Regions from separate parts of the Macaca mulatta genome. Here region 2 is linked to region 1. A link is a contact called in public Hi-C data. All regions are on one chromosome and are shown on one strand. The core of a region is the stretch at or near the end of the contact, and the rest is flanking DNA. Distances in the headings are between cores, read along the strand shown. Region 1 holds the start of DHRS13 (dehydrogenase/reductase 13). Region 2 holds the start of PHF12 (PHD finger protein 12).

The links. A called contact is a pair of places that touch in the nucleus more often than the background predicts.
Region 2: a Hi-C map of CD4 T cells shows a contact between it and region 1, with 4 times the contacts expected there. The contact joins the promoter of PHF12 here to the promoter of DHRS13 in region 1. A contact is called at or near these places in 5 of 14 Hi-C or Micro-C datasets (CD4 T cells, blood, cortical neurons and 2 more).

Annotation. Positions count from the first base shown.
Region 1 is chr16:37,623,919-37,627,930 of T2T-MMU8v2.0, reverse strand. It overlaps DHRS13 (dehydrogenase/reductase 13), which reads left to right and starts at 2,365. Exons shown (of 5, transcript NM_001194463.1): 1 at 2,365-2,617; 2 at 2,734-2,852; 3 at 3,820-3,943. The coding sequence starts at 2,491. The region is part of intron 1 of LOC144335398 (a long non-coding RNA gene); the gene reads right to left. It also overlaps a transcript of PHF12 not described here.
Region 2 is chr16:37,672,947-37,676,958 of T2T-MMU8v2.0, reverse strand. PHF12 (PHD finger protein 12) reads left to right here and starts at 1,784. Exons shown (of 15, transcript NM_001266285.1): 1 at 1,784-1,930; 2 at 2,580-2,761. The coding sequence starts at 1,865. LOC144335396 (a long non-coding RNA gene) reads right to left here and starts at 2,290. Exons shown (of 4, transcript XR_013406245.1): 1 at 2,131-2,290.

The DNA of each region.
Region 1 (4,012 bases), core at 1,116-3,615:
AAAAAACAAAAATACTTCAAATTATGTTTTCTGACTGTCTGTCCTACCTGTCATCACCCTCAGAGGAGACCCTCTTTTAGATCTGGGTCTAGCAGGTGGGGGGCCTTTTGAACAGGTCTCATTCCCATAGGGAAGTTTGGGAGGGGAAGTGTTGGAGAAAAGTGAGCCAGGGTGGATGGAGGACAATGGAAGGACATGGGTGCGTCTGCTGGCCGCGGGGGCTGTTTCTTCAGAGAACCCTGACTGATAGTGGAATCCAGTCTTGACATGTCACTTCTAGTCATGTAATCTGCAGTCATGCTTCTCTACAACTGCTATTCCTCATCAGAAAATGAGTCTGCTGCATTACCTTAATTCTCAAGTCCCGGGAACCTTCATTAAACCAAATTTCATGCTTTCCTCCCAGATCTTAGTGAAAAACTCTGCAGGAAGTTTTCCTGAGGACAGCCTCCTCAGATGGAGAGCACCTCTGTGTATATTCCAGAACTGTTTGTGTAGGTGCATCTGCTTGTGTGTCAGGATTTTGCCTTAGGGATAAAGAATGAATATTCTATCCCCAGCCTCATCCCACAGCATCTACAATGGAAACTGGCCCCGGAATCTGAGGTCTGTCCCTGACTTTCATCTGCCCATCTAGGCTTCATCACTCTGCTCCCGGTGTCCTGATGGGCTTTTTGAACTCCCTAAGGACAGAAACTTGAATATCTTCCACTCAGAATTTCCAAATCTAACTACACTGCTGGGCACAGCATAAGTACCAAATATCAGGTTCCAGGTTGTACTGAATTTCTCAGGCAACGGCCTTCTGCCCTGGAATGCCCTTACGCATTCGTTCCTAGCTGGCCCCACCCTTCTTGCCATCATGGTCACTTGTAACTGAGTGATGGAGCTTCTCTGCCTGTCTCTGTCACCCGTGAGAACCATTCCAAAGGCAAATTTCCTCCTGAAAGGCAATAATAGATTTTACTGTCTATCTCTTCCGGCTTCCCTTCAGCCATGGAAGGCACTAGTGGGGCTGAGGTAGGGAGATACAGAGCGGGAATGAAGGAGTGAATTCTGACACCCCTTAACTGCCTGTGCCACCTTGAACAGTATCCCCTCTAGCCTGTGTGGGGAGAACAGGGAAGAATCCTAGAAGCTGGGGGCTGGATGTGAAGATAAAAAATTGAAGGATTTGGCCCAGTGCAGAGGCTGACACCTGTAATCCCAGCACTTTGAGAGGCTGAGGCAGGTGGGTCACAAGTTCAGAAGTTTGAGACCAACCTGGCCAACACAGTGAAAACCCATCTCCACTAAAATACAAAAATTAGCCAGGTGTGGTGTCACACACCTGTAATCCTAGCTACCCTAGAGTCCGAGGCAGAAGAATTGCTTGAACCCAGGAGGCGGATGTTGCAGTGAGCCGAGATCATGCCACTGCATTCCAGCCTGGGCAACAAGAGCAAAACTCCATCACAAAAAAAAAAAAAAAAAAAAAAAAAGACAGCTGGACATGGTGGCTCACGCCTATAATCCCAGCACCTTGTGAGGCTGCTGAGGCAGGCGGATCACCTGAGGTCAGGAGTTCGAGACCAGCCTGGCCAACATGGCAAAAACCCCTCTCTACTAAAAATACAAAAATTAGCCGGGTGTGGTGGCAGGGACCCGTAATCCCAGCTACTCAGAAGGCTGAGGCAGGAGAATCACTTGAACCCGGTAGGCAGAGGTTGCAGTGAGGCGAGAGGGCGCCATTGCATTCCAGCCTGGGCAACAGAGGGAGACTCCCTCTCAAAAAAAAAAAAAAAAAAAAAAAAAAGGAAGGAAGGGAAGAAAGAAAAGGATTTGTTCCTAGAGGGAAAAGCATCTAGGACTAGACTCAAAGACACACGTATATTCATGTACACACCTGACTTCAGACGGGAGGGACCATGCTACATACACCTCGAGTAAACATATGGAGATATTCAAGCACATGCATTGGCAGAGACTACAGATGCAGGCACATACCTGGAGGGACTCTGACGGAATGCACACAAACACCTACAAGGTGTTTACATGGTCTCACAGGATCGAGAGGCACGCACACAACCCGAAGGGTGATCCTAGGGACCATGGGCACATACACACCCGGAGGTCATTCACATACAAGCGTTGTAGATGCATGCACATACCTAGCATGCACTCCCAGGGTGTCCGTGGACACTGACACCCAGGTGTTCACACAGGCACACACCTAGGGGGCGCTCCCAGGGCCCAAGTGCACACACGCACCTCAAAGGTGTCCACGGAGGCACACGCCCCCAGGACACCGACGCACGCCTAGGGGGCGCTCGCAGGGCCGGCGAGCACCCGCACGCACACACACCCCTGCCCAGCCTCCTACCAGCCTCCGCCTTCGGAGGCTGACGCGCCCCGGCGCCGTTCCAGGCCTGTGCGGGGCGGATCGGCAGCCGCCTGGCGGCGATCCAGGCCGGCGCGGGGCCTGGGCGGGAGCCGGGAGGCGCGGCCGGCATGGAGGCGCTGCTGCTGGGCACGGGGTTGCTGCTGGGCGCTTACGTGCTTGTCTACTACAACCTGGTGAAGGCCCCGCCGTGCGGCGGCATCGGCAACCTGCGGGGTCGCACGGCCGTGGTCACTGGTGAGTGCGGAGGCGGGTGAGTGCGAGCTGGCGGGGCGCGCGGAGGGGAGGCCGGGCCGGCGGTAGCAGCAGCCCGCCAGGCTCGGCTCAGCTCGGCTCGCGCCTGCGGTCCGCAGGCGCTAACAGCGGCATCGGGAAGATGACGGCGCTGGAGCTGGCGCGCCGGGGAGCGCGCGTGGTGCTGGCCTGCCGCAGCCGGGAGCGCGGGGAGGCGGCTGCCTTCGACCTCCGCCAGGTGAGAGGCAGCGGGGGCGCGTGGGACCGTGAGCCGAGAACCCGCCGGGACACAGAGAAGCCAGCAAAGGGGCTGCGGAGGATCCGGGTCCAGGGAGGAGAGTGCGGCGCGGGCGGCTGAGCGCGAAGAGGGAGTGCACGGAGCGCCGGGGTCACCCGAGGAAGGCGCACCAGAGCCGAGTGGGGGAGGGGCTTCCTGAAGGCCGTAATTGCAGTTCTGAGACGTTTAAGCATCAGTAGAAGTTGGGTTAATGATTAGTAGGAAAGGCAACAGCAGAGGGCACAGCATAAGCAAAGGCCCTCAGTAAGCAAGAGAGCTGGACTGATCTGAAAAACTGAGAAAAAGATTTAATGAGGCTGAAGCACAAAGTATGAGGAAGATGGGCAAATGAGGGGGCTAGAGGACCTTCTAGAGCCTATTGAGAAGCTTGGATTTTATAGATTGGGCAGCACAGACCACTGGAGACCATAAACGGCCCTCAGTAGGCTCCGGACTGTCAGAATAGCCTTTGGAAGGAACCCCTTTGTGGCTGCGTGGTGCTTGGAGTGGAGGGGCAAGAGCGGGCGAGAGGAGACCAGTGAGAAGTCTGTTACAGATTTTGGGTAAATGGTAATGGGGAAAGGAGGTGATAATAATAGCAAGTACCTACCCAGTGCTGCTGGAGTGTATTTTACACATGTTAACTCCTTTCATTCTCACAACAGCTGGGTGAGATTGGTACTGTTATTATTATTCCCTTTATGCAGTGAGAGAACTGAGGCCCAAAGAGATTAAGTATCTTGCCCAAGGTCACACTCTAGTAAAAGGCAAAGTCAGGATTTGAATCCACACACATCTAGTAAACTCTAAGACGTAGGGGCAGATTTTATTAAACAGTAGGAGATGAACTCTCAGAATTTGGTTCCTGGGGAGAGAGGGAAGAGGAGAAAGATGCCTGGTGACAAGCCCAGCCCTTGCCGCTCCACAGGAGAGTGGGAACAATGAGGTCATCTTCATGGCCTTGGACTTGGCCAATCTGGCCTCGGTGCGGGCCTTTGCCACTGCCTTCCTGAGCTCTGAGCCACGGTTGGACATCCTCATCCACAATGCCGGTGAGGGGCAGCAGTCCCTGTGGGGTGGGGGGTGGCGGGTGGCCAGGGGCAGCTGCCCCCTCCAGCGGA
Region 2 (4,012 bases), core at 535-3,034, 50 kb before region 1:
GAGACTCCGTCTCAAAAAAAAATAAATAAATAATAAAAATTTTAAAAAGTGGGCCGAGCACAGTTACGAAGCAACAACTCCAACTAAACCCTTAGTGTCAAGCACAACGATGCAGTTCTCTTCTCCACTGCTTCATCCACCCTCAGGCAGCAATAACCGCCCATCTCTGACGGCGATACCAAGGGGAGGAGCTGGCGCCCTGAAAAGGAGCATGAATCCCCGCCCAGAACGTGAGGCGGGCCCTCAGACTACAAATCCCGGCATGCAGCACTGACGCTCTCAAAAGTATCCCTTCCTGGCCGGCAAATGACTCTTCCCTGGGTCTATCCTACCATAGAGTGCATCGCACGCACATGGAACTACAGCTCCCACAATCCATCAGCCCTATCGCGATTCTTGCTCCCAGGGTGCAATGGACCGCCCCCCCCCCCCGTTCGCCCTTTAGACCCTTTGGCATTGCAATCTGGGAGTTGGAGTCCGGGGTACGCAGGTAGCTGGGCGTTGTCAGGATTACAAACTCTCCGCTTTAGGCTTCCTCTTGAAGAGCAGATCTCAGGGACAGTGGTGAAGAGAGGGTGGTAACGGGCAGGCGGAACTCTCCACAGTGCCACCACCACGCAAGGCAGGGATGCTCAGGATACAATTAACTGATAAAATTAACTGTCAGGACGGGAGAGAATTAGGAACCACAGTCATCCAACACGCCACCAAAAGCGTCATTTTCTGTCGCAAATGGCTTTTCTCTTTACCAATATGGTGGCCTGGTCCAGCCACACCTGATGCTAGAACCGAACAGTCCAGTACAACATCCCTAGGAACACTGCTGTCACCGACAGGCGACCAGCTCCATCCAACACCACACCTTGTTCCTTTCTGTTCATGCCTGAGGACTCCAAGGGCATGATAGCCCATATCCCATTACCAAAATGGCGAAAGTAGCAGCCTTCTTGTGAGGGCCTGCGGAAGACAATACGCCTGCGCGGGAGGCTTCTGTGTTACGGAGTGGGAGGGGAGCACTCCCAACACGCCTGCGCAGGACGGAGTCTTCTTAGTTTGCACACAAACACCAATGGATGAAGAGTCCCTGGCTTCCTGCGGCTGCGCCTTGACCCCTACAAGCTTTCCCAAGCGCCTGCGCGAGCCCTCAGGTCCCGCCCTTTTGTCTCAGTGCGCTGGCGCACGGCAGAAAGGTGGGGCTTCGGTCCTCCAGACGAATGCCAGCGCGGCTGCGCGCTGGGGGGTACTCCCTCACCGCGGCTGCGCGGGAGCCAGGCCGCCGGCTGTCACTGCGGTTGCGCGCGGCGAGCGCCGATCCCGGGGCGCCTGCGCGGGTGGCTTTGCGGGCGCTCGCGGTAAGTTTGCGCCAAGTGCGCGGCAGCCGGGACGCAGACGGCGGCGGCGGCGAGAGGCGGAGCCCGGGGACCACCCCCCATCACCCTCCCCCCAGTCACCTCACGTACCACAACCTCACCTAACCTCTTACCCCCCCCCGTCCGATACCCCCAGCCCCGGGATGGCAGCGCCCGCCAGCCTTCCCGGCCGGACCGGCGGTCGCCAGTGCCGGCTTTAGCCTGTGGGACTAGGCCCTGCCGAGGCCTGACCCCTGGAGCCAGGACCCACTGTGCAGCCAGCAGCCGGGCCGGGACTGAGGGGCTGCTCCCCCCTCGCGGCCCGTCGGGAGGACGCTGTCGTCCCGGGGACTGGGGGCCGGGGGGTGGGGGGGAGCCAGGGCGAGGAAGTCGGGACCCGTGTTGGGAAAAAAGAAGCGGGACCGGGGTCAGGAGCGCCCCCTACCCCCACCTCCCCCCTCCCCCCGGGGTTGGGGGGGCCGGAGCAGAGAGCACCCAGCCCGGGAGGTGGATGAATGTGGGAGAAAATGGAGACCAAGACGATCGTGTACGACTTGGACACATCAGGGGGGCTGATGGAGGTAAGAGTGGCCCTCCTCATCCCCTTCCCCCAGCGCCGGGAGGGAACCTCCGCCCTCCGCCCCACAAAGCCGGTCCTAAACTCGAAGCGCCCAGAGAACCGAGGGAGGGGGATTCTTCCTCACTTAGCCTCTCCCTCCCCTCTTTGCAATTTAGGGGGCTGAGCTCAGCCTCCGAGGACGTTTGCAGCAGTTTCACCTACCCGCCGCCCTCGATTCGCTCTCCCCAGGCGCCAGCCCACTCCATCTCGTTGCACCGGCAGGCCTCCCCACCCCCTTCTTGTTGGCCCCTTTGTGCTTCCCCCAGCACGTCCGGGTACCGGGCTTCGGGCCTCTCCAGAGCCAGGCTTTGGAGTCCCCCACTGTCCATACAAGGAAGTGGCCAAGAAGGGAACCGCGCACCCTCTTCCCATCCCCCTACCCTTGATCCTCCCCATTTGGAAGAAGCTGTTCTCGTTCTTGTGCTGCAGGAACGCGGTTAGGGTGGGCTCCCCCTGGTTCCGGGGGCTGAGAGGTTCTGGGAGCAGCCTGGATGGGAGGAAGAAGGACAAAAGGGGGGAGAGGGGTGGGTGACGGAGAAGCCGCGCCGGGGGGGCGACGGACCGCCCGGGAGCTCCGAGTGTGCACACACGCCGTTTGTATGTGTGTGCAGCAAATCCAAGCTCTGCTGGCCCCCCCCAAGACGGACGAGGCAGAAAAGCGGAGTCGGAAGCCTGAGAAGGAGCCCCGGAGAAGCGGCAGGGCCACCAACCACGACAGCTGTGATAGCTGCAAGGAAGGTGGAGATCTCCTGTGCTGCGACCACTGCCCGGCTGCCTTCCACCTCCAGTGCTGGTAAGGTCCGGGGACCCTTCTCTGCGCATTCCTTCACCCGGCCTGCCCCTGCCTGCCGAAATAACGGGCGCTTGCAGCCGCTAGCTGACTTTCTGCAGCTGCCCGGGCGAGCACCTCCCCGCCCCCAGGTGTCCGCCGGGTTCTGGCAGTTTAGGGGGGAGGAGCAGCGGTGGGTCCGGACCCCGAGGTGGGGGTTGGGAGGAGTGAAGAGAACCCCATATGGGATTGGAAGTCGCTGGGGAGCCGGGACAGAGCCGGCCGGGGACAGCCGGCAGTGGCGGGGGAGGAAGGGGAGGAGCTCCGGGCCCAGCGCCGCTTGCCTGCCCGCGCGCCCGCTGCCCTCGGGGCTCCTGCCCGGCCGGGCTCTCCTTGGGGTGGGTGCGTAGAGCCCTCGGCCACCTGAATTGCAGTGGTCCAGACCCCGGCAACCGGGCGCTTGTGGCTGTAGAAGAAATCATGGAGGGTGTCTCTCGAGTCCGCCTCTTCCTTGCCTCTCTGTTTACAATATGGCGACCTGCCTTTAAATTATATTTTTATTCTCAGCGCCATTTTGGCTGCATATATGATTTGCAAACGTCTCCCGGGGAACGGTGGGGACAGCCCCCGAGTCCTTTCTGCAGAAGCTCCTCAGGGGCCCAGGCTGGGATCTCGCCGCTTTGGTCCCCTTTCTCTACCTCCGCTTGCCCTCTGTTGCCTCTCAGAGCTGCCTTCCTTCCTCCTCCCTCTTCCCTCCTCCCTCCCGGCGCCACTGCCTCTTAGGAAATCGGGCCGGGTTAGACAATTAAAATTGCCCTTGGGCGCCGATTTTATTTCTCCGCTCCGGATCGGCGAGCCCTTCGCTGCAAAATTCTTTGCTGCCAGGGGGAGGATTGTGTGCGGTGGCATTGGAAAGGCATTTTTAAGGAACTGAGAGCTGGAAAGCCGTACGCTTTTTTCCCCCTTACTGGACACGAGGGGAGGGGAGAAACCGAACCGAGAGGGAGGGACGTGGGTTGATCGCCCGCTGCGTGATCCTCCTCAGCGGCTCAGCCCAGAACAATCCGGCAAAGAAGAGTTTAAACTCCATCTTCTGCCGGCAGAAATCACCTCTGCCCTCCACAAAAATCCCACATCTGCGGCAGCAAACCCAGATTTCGTCTTGTTCTACTGGGTCTCGTTCTGTTGTTCTGCAACAGTTGACTGAGGCAGAGGTTTGAGAGAGGAGCCAGTCGGGAGAAAGGAAGAGGGGGCTGTTTCTGTGTTCCCACCAGT